Regions from separate parts of the Zea mays genome. Here regions 1 and 2 are each linked to region 3. Evidence: chromatin contacts called from public Hi-C and HiChIP or PLAC-seq data. All regions are on one chromosome and are shown on one strand. Each heading gives the region's core, a stretch centred on a gene start, on an enhancer-like site or on the middle of the called end of the contact. The rest is flanking DNA. Distances are from core to core; before and after follow the strand shown.

What was found. Hi-C and Micro-C count contacts between places; a contact is called where the count stands out from the background. HiChIP or PLAC-seq counts read pairs in DNA pulled down with a chosen protein or histone mark.
Region 1: a contact with region 3 is called in an H3K4me3 HiChIP or PLAC-seq map of leaf, with 4 times the contacts expected there. The contact joins the promoter of LOC542496 here to the promoter of LOC100281278 in region 3. A contact is called at or near these places in 3 of 25 Hi-C or Micro-C datasets (ear, leaf and tassel) and 1 of 3 datasets of contacts at active chromatin or transcription factors (leaf).
Region 2: a Hi-C map of ear shows a contact between it and region 3, with 2.3 times the contacts expected there. The contact joins the promoter of LOC541910 here to the promoter of LOC100281278 in region 3. A contact is called at or near these places in 4 of 25 Hi-C or Micro-C datasets (bundle sheath, ear, leaf and 1 more).

Annotation. Positions count from the first base shown.
Region 1 is chr9:121,457,911-121,460,755 of Zm-B73-REFERENCE-NAM-5.0, reverse strand. LOC542496 (beta expansin8) reads left to right here and starts at 1,335. Exons shown (of 4, transcript NM_001112046.2): 1 at 1,335-1,863; 2 at 1,973-2,082; 3 at 2,521-2,705. The coding sequence starts at 1,641.
Region 2 is chr9:121,482,169-121,484,868 of Zm-B73-REFERENCE-NAM-5.0, reverse strand. It overlaps LOC541910 (expansin-B3), which reads right to left and starts at 1,285. Exons shown (of 4, transcript NM_001305866.1): 1 at 1,028-1,285; 2 at 744-853; 3 at 18-202. The coding sequence starts at 1,214.
Region 3 is chr9:121,167,192-121,169,891 of Zm-B73-REFERENCE-NAM-5.0, reverse strand. It overlaps LOC100281278, which reads right to left and starts at 1,343. Exons shown (of 2, transcript NM_001154197.3): 1 at 701-1,343; 2 at 1-515. The coding sequence starts at 1,090.

The DNA.
Region 1 (2,845 bases), core at 86-2,585, 290 kb before region 3:
ATAAAAGTATATGTTAAGTTTTATGTATTCGTAAACCATATACCCGTGTAGTGCACACCCGACTGCTATCTTACGCGGGACCATGACCACAAGTCGCGCCATGTATATGTATATAGATACTAGTCGATGTTCGTTCTAAGAGACAGCAATTCTAAAATTCTCACTCCGTTTGAAATAAATAGAAGAGTCCAATGGAATTAGTACGTGTAGAACAAATTCAATATATATGTGGAATAGTTACTCGGCGGTTCGTCGTCAAATAAATTGTCTGCTTATGACTATTTGCCAGCCAAATGAATTTCTGTCAGGGGGGGGGGGGGGGGGGGGGGGGGGTGTCAATAAATATGGGATGGCATGTGGGATGGCATGTGGGGTCAATAGATATGGAATGGCTTCCCTCCTGTTACGGGCATGTGGGATGGCATGGATTGGAGACGAAGGACAAATGGAGTCAAAAAGGCGGCGTGGGATGTGCTCTGCCTCTGCCTCTGCCTCTACTGTAACCTGGCTTATCCACCCATGTCACATCGATCGAGTTTGGTCAGAACTATAGTGAGGGTTCGAGAATTATTGCGCTAAATGACATGAACCGGAGGGCAGTGCAAGCCCAGCACAGCACGTTGTGTAAAGGGCGTTTGGGCGGCAGGCACTGACGAGCGACGAGCGAGGCTAGCTGTGTTTGGTTCTGAAACCTTTTCTTTTGCTGTCTGAACACGAGACGAGGGAACGAACTAGAATCAATCTAGATGCGCCCCCCCAACGCATAACAGCAAGTAACCTGCTTACGTGAAGTACTCCTCACTCACCGACTATATACGAGTCGTGGGCAATTCATGAAGATCAGCAATAATGAAGTTTGTGACCACACCACGTAGCCCTGTTGTGCCATGCCAAAACTCTGAAGTCTTGCGCGAGCGCGAGGAACCGGCCAAACCACGAGGAAGGTGAACGTACCAAGGAACGCCCACCAGGAATCTGTTCCAAGCGGCACCAACGCGCGCCAGACAATGCATATTGCGAACAGGTGAGCCTTTCCCGTGGCTGGCGCTGGGCCGATGCCACATGCCGACAGCCCAAACAAGTCACCCTTTCTCGGGAGAAGCCTGTTCCGCTTATCAGCTGGTGAGTCTTTCTGGCTCTGCTCCCGCCCACCCTCTCACTGACAAGTGACCAGCGAGGTGAGCAAGCAAGCAAGCAAGCAAGCCAGCAAGCGAGCCGATCCGTCGGTCCATCGTCCATCCATCCACCACCGAACCCGGCCGGCCGGCCCCAACCTTCATCTGCCAGCCTTTAATACGTGCTGCCGTGGCAACACGAGTGAGTGCAGAGTAGTAGAACTGAGCAAGACCCCGGCCCGGTCGACTGAGCTGATCAGCCTGCCCAGGCCATGTGCAGCCCCAACATGGCACGTTCTCCCTCGCTCCTCTGCGTACACACAGAAACCTCTCCTCCCTCCCCTCTCGCAGCTAGCGTGCCGGCCTGCCGGTGCCCTTCTGCCCATCTGGCTTATAAATAGGCCCACACGGCACCACGGCCACCACCACCACCCACCAGTCCACCACCACTGCTCGCACTCACTCCACCGCTGCCCACTTCTTGTTTGTATTGTATCCAGACTCCAGAGGAAGCCGAGAGGGCCAATGAGGCAAGGCATGAGCTCCCCTTCCGCCGCCGCGGCGCTCGTGCTCCTCCTGGCCCTGCTCGCCGGAGGCCAGTGCCGAGAGGCCCAGCTCGACGCCGCGGACGCCGGCACCGGCACGGAGAACTACACCGCCAGCGACGCCGCCGTGTACTGGGGCCCCTGGCAGAGGGCCCGGGCCACCTGGTACGGCCAGCCCAACGGCGCCGGCCCCGACGACAACGGTGAGCGCCGGCATTCCCGAGACCTTTATTACCGCTCTGCCTCCTCCCTTCTCCCTCGGTGCCTTGTGGGCGGCAATGTGGCTCACGGAACGCGTCGTGTGTGCGCTAGGTGGCGCGTGCGGATTCAAGCACACCAACCAGTACCCCTTCATGTCCATGGGCTCCTGCGGCAACCAGCCATTGTTCAAGGACGGCAAGGGCTGCGGCTCCTGCTACAAGGTACTACTACTACAGTAAAAAACAAACAGCATGGAATGGAGTTCTTACCGACACTTGTATTATCTGAAGCATATTTGCACAGTAGTATAGATTATTTTGTTTTTCTTCTTCTTCTTTAGCGGAAACCATTCTACTAATGCTCCACTTGTTTTAAAAAAAAGCAATTGTCGTCATAGTAAGGTTGGTGGTGTTTGAGACTGTTTTGGTAGAGAAGTGCTAGACACCGTATGGACGTTAAAGAGGGCGGCACGGCAGAAGTAGTAGTAGTAGTGTAGTAACTGTTAAAGTAGGACGCTACCCGTACAGCCCCCAGGCCGCTCCTCGGAGCACAGCACAGGCCGCTCATATGTGGGGCCCTCTTGCATGTGCGCGCCTCCCTCGATCCCCGTGACAGTGCCATTTATTTATTACTGCGCATTGACTCCTGCTTGGACGCAGATTCGGTGCAGGAAGGACCCGTCCTGCTCCGGGCGGACGGAGACGGTGATCATCACCGACATGAACTACTACCCGGTGTCCAAGTACCACTTCGACCTCAGCGGCACTGCGTTCGGCAGGCTGGCCAAGCCCGGCCTCAACGACAAGCTCCGCCACTCCGGCATCATCGACATCGAGTTCACCAGGTCGGTGGTGTGCGTGCTGTTGAATTTCGTAGCGCGGCAAGTGAAAGTTTGGTGGTAGGGCGGAGGCAGCAGCATCATCATCATTAGCCGCTCACGTTACTCACCGTCGCCGCGCCGGACACTGCATGTGCGGCAAAGTG
Region 2 (2,700 bases), core at 36-2,535, 320 kb before region 3:
TACCGGGCCGCACCCACCTCTTGAACTGGATGTCGATGATGCCGGCGTGGCGGAGCTCGTCGTTGCGGCCGGGCTTGGACATGGCGCCGAACGCCGTGCCGCTAAGGTCGAAGTGGTACTTGGCCACCGGGTAGTAGTTCATGTCGGTGATGATCACCGTCTCCGGGTTACCGGAGCAGGCAGGGTGGTTCTGGCATCGTATCTGGAAAAAAAAAGAGAGGATTTGTTAGGCCCTATTTAGAAAGGTAATAGTTAGACAGCTAATGAACTATTGAACTAGGTAGCTACCAATTAACTATGGTATTAACTAATGATAACTAATTTGTAGTAGCTAACTATTAATTTTAGAGGTTAAAAAACCGAAAAACTACTTATGCTCGAGCTTTTCGTTTCCATTAAGGTCTAGTTTGGATACTCTAAGGGTCCGTTCGGTTGATAGGGAATAGAAGACTGGAACTGTTTCGACCCAGATTGTTTCTCTAATTTGTATAAGTTTTGATCAACAAGAACAATTCTTGGTCCAATCCTGCAGAAACGAACGGATCCTAATATTGATCCCAATCCACATGTGTTAAGGTGGATTGGGGTGTAACTTAAACAAATTTACACTTCAATCCACCTCAACACATGTGAATTGAGGTCAATACTAGAGTACCCAAACAAAGCTTAAGTCCAGCCGGCACCAAATTAAAGGAAGGGATCTTCGTCTGGCCAATTAATGTAGCTAGCTAGCTAATACGTACTTGGTAGCAGGAGCCACATCCCTTGCCGTCTTTGAACAGGGGCTGGTTGCCGCACGACGTCATGGCGGAGAAGGGCGGCAGGTTCACGTTCTTGAACCCGCACGCGCCACCTGCACATCAATGCACGCGGCGGACACCGTGCGTTAGGCCAACAGCACGACATGCATGCAGTAGTATAGAGAGTAGAGTATATATACATCCCAAAAGCAAAAGACGCGATCCTGCGCCTTTTGCAATGCAAACGACGTCGACGTCGTCTATATATACACGTACTCACTACTCACCATCGTCGTCAGGGCCGGCGCCGGTGGGCGCGCCGTACCAGGTGGCTCTGGCAGCCTCCCAGTTGGGATCGGCGGTGAAGTCTGAGGCTGTGAAGTTGACCGGTCTAGCGCACGAGGCATACGTGACAAGGAAGGAGAAGATGAGCGCACCAAGTGCGAGCACCTTGGAGGAGGAGATGGACGCCATTGTTTGAATCTTGATATATAGCTACCTTCGTTCTAGCTAGAGTGCTACTAGGACTCTGGCCGACAGGAGGAGTTCTGTGATCTGGAAGGAGCACCTTGCCGGCCGGGGTATTTATAGACTGGAAAAGAATAATCTCCAAGGAAGGCAGCGCGCCCGTCGACGAGGTGGTGGTGGTTCGGCCTTTGGTAGGGGCGCGCGGTCACATCTCACATGGCTATGGAGCAAACCATGCGAGAAGCGGATGGTTCGGGTCACGACTCACGAGTGAACTACTAAAAAAAAAATTAACACGGCGCCCTCTTGGCAGTTATCGCACGGTGTGTGTATTATCGAGGGTTGGCAGGACCGGCTCGTACACGGGATTCTGATTCTCGGGAGTTCTTAATCCTGTGCGTAAGGGCATGTGCAATGAGTATCTTAAATTGTGTCTTAGAGTGTGTCTAGGGGGTGAATATAAAAAAACTCAAGACATGTATCTTGACAAAGACACAGTATCTTGGCTATATGTTTGAGACAAGAGACTAGCTGATTGATCACTTTAATTTATTGAATGCTCTGATTGGTACAATGAATATTGTAAGACACATGTTTTAGACATGACCACTATATTATGTTGTGTTTTAGTTGTGTCTTATACTTGGAGTACCGTGCAGCAGTATCTAGGTTGTACATGCCCTAATAAGCACTCTTGTCTGGTGTATGCAGTGTTAGGAGCGGGAGATTCGTGTGCACCGCTGGATACACGGAAGGAAGGAGGACAGGTCTACAAACATGGGAGGGGCCTATAATTGTTGGGTAATCATTGCATATGGATCCTGGTGTACCAAACCCCCTGAATCATGCACATGTTTCTACCTAGCCAGCAGTACGCAGAGGAGCTGGGATGGGTTGGAAGCGGCGCCTAATCCGTTTCAGTTTCACGTACGAAAAGCTACGGTGGGTGAATGGCTGAACACCTTGTCATTGCACTGTTGCTCACTCGCTGTCTGTCCGACTAATTTTTGGAACAAAGGCGCAGTGGCGTGTCAACACACGCTGCGAAGTGAATGTGGCCTAAGTGCGTGTTTGGCATGGCTCAGCTCCATCCAAGAGTAGCTCTACTCTGAAACTCTGTGTGGAGCAGCTCAGCTCTAGTGACAGTTAAATAACTCAAACCTCCATGACTAGGTTACTTTTTTGGAGTTTTCGGAGCAGCAAAAGAGGCACTCCAAAAATTTGTACTGCAGCTCCAAAAAAACTCTATAGAGTTTACCACTCTGGAGTTAGAGTGTTTGGCATGCTCTGGGCCAGCTCCTCATTGGAGTTTTGCTCTGGAACCATACCAAACAGACCTTAACGCCCTGTTTGAAAGCGACATAGTCCTTAAGAATTCAATTTCTATCTCCAGTTTATAGAAACTGGTTTATATGGGGAAAAACCGGGTTAATAGTGTTTGAAAATTAGAACCACCTCAACTTTTATAATTAGGTTTTAGATAGAGGAGACT
Region 3 (2,700 bases), core at 94-2,593:
ACGCCGCACGCGTTGCAGAGGGTCTTGGGGCCCAGCGGCCCCGTCCTCCACTGCGGCGTCTTCTCCGACGCGCAGTGCGTGCACCGCCGCACGCCGCCGCCCTCCAGGCCCGCCTCCCCGCCAGCGGGCCCGCCGCCGGGGGGACCCGGGACCTTCTTGCCGCGGCTGCCGCCGTTCGGGCGCGCCGGCTTGTTCGACGACGGGAAGTCCGAGGACGAGCAGGACGACGATGAAGGGGACGACTGAGACGGCGGGCGCGGCACGAGGGAGTGCCACACCGCGGCAGCCGCGGCGGTCGCGCGGGACCGCCTGCTGCGCGCGCCGCGGCCAGGCGCCGCGGCGACGCCGCTGTCTTGACCGGCCGAGGTGGTGCCTCCTCCGTTGCCTGCCGCGTTAGCAGCAGCAGCAGCCGCCGCCGCCATCGCCGCATGCGTGGCGGACGAGTAATTCGGCATGTCCGAATAGGAGTCGTCCACGAACTTGGATAGCCACTCCAGCTCCGCAGCTTCCTCGGTCTGGATCATTAATTGTATCGCAACTGATTAGCGATCTCGTGCATATATAGAAACCTCTCTAGCTAAGTACAGTAGGTAACGCATTCTTATATATGGTGGCAAGTGGCATAGACGACGCATAGGCATAGGTGTTCTGTTCATCATAGCTGTGCGATGTGATCATTTGTTTAATTATTGGTACTCACGGGTATGTAGAACTCATCGGCGAAGGAGAGGGCCGACGTCCGGTGATCCGACGAGTTGGCGGTGGGTGAGGGCTCACCCATGGCCCCCGACGAGTGGTGCCCCTTGTCAGTGGCCGGCGCCGCGGTGGGGAAGAACTCATGGGCGCCGGCGCCGGGGGTGGAGAGGTCGAGGAGGTCGTCGACGCGCATGGCGTCGCCCATGGGCGGCATCCCGCCGTAGTAATGGTGGTGGTGCGGCGTGGAGTAGCTGGCGGCGCCGCCGCTGTGGCTGTGGGGATGGCTGCTCATCATCATCGGCGCGGTGGTGATGCTGGAGGCGTTGTGGTGGTACGTGCCGCCCATTCCCATGCCGAGCTCCACCCCCATGGCCATTTCCCACTCCGACGCCATCGCGAACACGAAGAGCTAGCTCAGAGCAAACCGTACGACGGCGTACTACTTAATTGGCACAGGGCAGGTCCTTGAAACGAGCAAGTGACAGTGCGTGTTCCAGGCTTCCAGTACCAGCTAGTAGCTAGCCTCAGTGACGAGAGTGAGTGCGTGTGAGGAGGGGGGGGAGAGAGATCTAGAGGAGGGGCTGGAGTGGAGTGACGAGAGAGGGAGAGGAGTGACGACGGGGGAAGAAATAGTGCTGGGCTCTCGGGGCTCCAGTCACTTGATCACCAGGATGGGGGTTGTTGCGAAGTAATTAATATCTAGAGGTTATGGGTGGAGAGAGACGGGGCTCGTGGCCGGGGCACAAAACTATGTTTGACAAAGTTGTGCTTGTGCATATAAGGTACCAATAGGGGTCTGTTCTAAAGGAATAATTAAGGGGAATTGAGTCAGTTTATATTCAATTTTGATTAGAAAGAGATTTAGGGTTTATTTGGTTCGCTGACTAACTTTTCATATTTTGTCTAATTTTTCTGTCTGAGGTTAGTTCTTCAATTTGAACGGCTGAACTTAGAAAAAGTATGATATAATTAGTCATGAACCAAACATGCCCTTAATTTCATCTAATTTCTCTTGGTCCAGATGTAACCGAACAAGCTTGCGATTAAGGGGTATATACAAATACAATTAAATTAGAGTGGAGAGCGGCGCGGAAGCTGCAGCCCAGCACGGCAGCAGGAGGCAACGTGACCCCGTCCCATGCACTGCATCCGTCCCCCACTCCCTCTCCCTGGCCTGTCCACCCACATTCATATGCTCCACCACCACTCGTACGTCTCACGCGCACCGCAGTGCTCTCTCCCCTTGGCATAATTCCGTTAGCAGCTACTGCTTGTACCAGTCCAGTATTTTTATAAAAAAAACAGAGAGAAGTGGGAAAAATGGGAGAACGAGAGATGGAAGAAAGAATCCTGTTTACTTTAACCGCAATGCATGCTGCATGCACGCGACCACGTGACTCCATGAGCTGTAGCCTGCGCAAGTGTCCATGGAAGTGGATGCCGAAGCATCCTGGGCGGAAATCAATGCTGCTCACCTTGCAGGAGCATACGTACTAGTACGAAGGCAGGCAGGCAGGGGAGGGAAAGTCCGCCACGCATGCACCGAGAATGGTTAATAGGTCAATTTCCTATGTCCGTCGTCTCGTCTCGTCCCGGCTCCAGCTCCAGCTCCAGCTCCACTCGACGGAAGTGACTGCCGTTTCCAGAGGGCGGCCTGGGCCTGGCCGCTCGTCTTTGCCGGTCTCGGCGAGCAATAAAGCTGGGCCTCCCGGAATCCCCGCGGCACGTGCTCACTCGTGCTTACGCAGTTCCCGTCCTCTCCGCCCACGTGACGCCCGCCCACGCCCACCCCACCCCAACTAGAGCGCGTCAGAATCCACGAGCCAGCCTGATTAGTAAACTGATCCCCCGGCCAACCAGCTTCCCGGCGCCAGCTCGCCATGCATGCTCAGGTTTAATAAAGTAAACCCGCTGATCGATCCTTCGTCCCTGCAAAATTAAACCACTGCACTGGGGTGGTGTTGCCGGCCGTGATGCATGGCGCTGTTCTTTGATCGGGGTTCC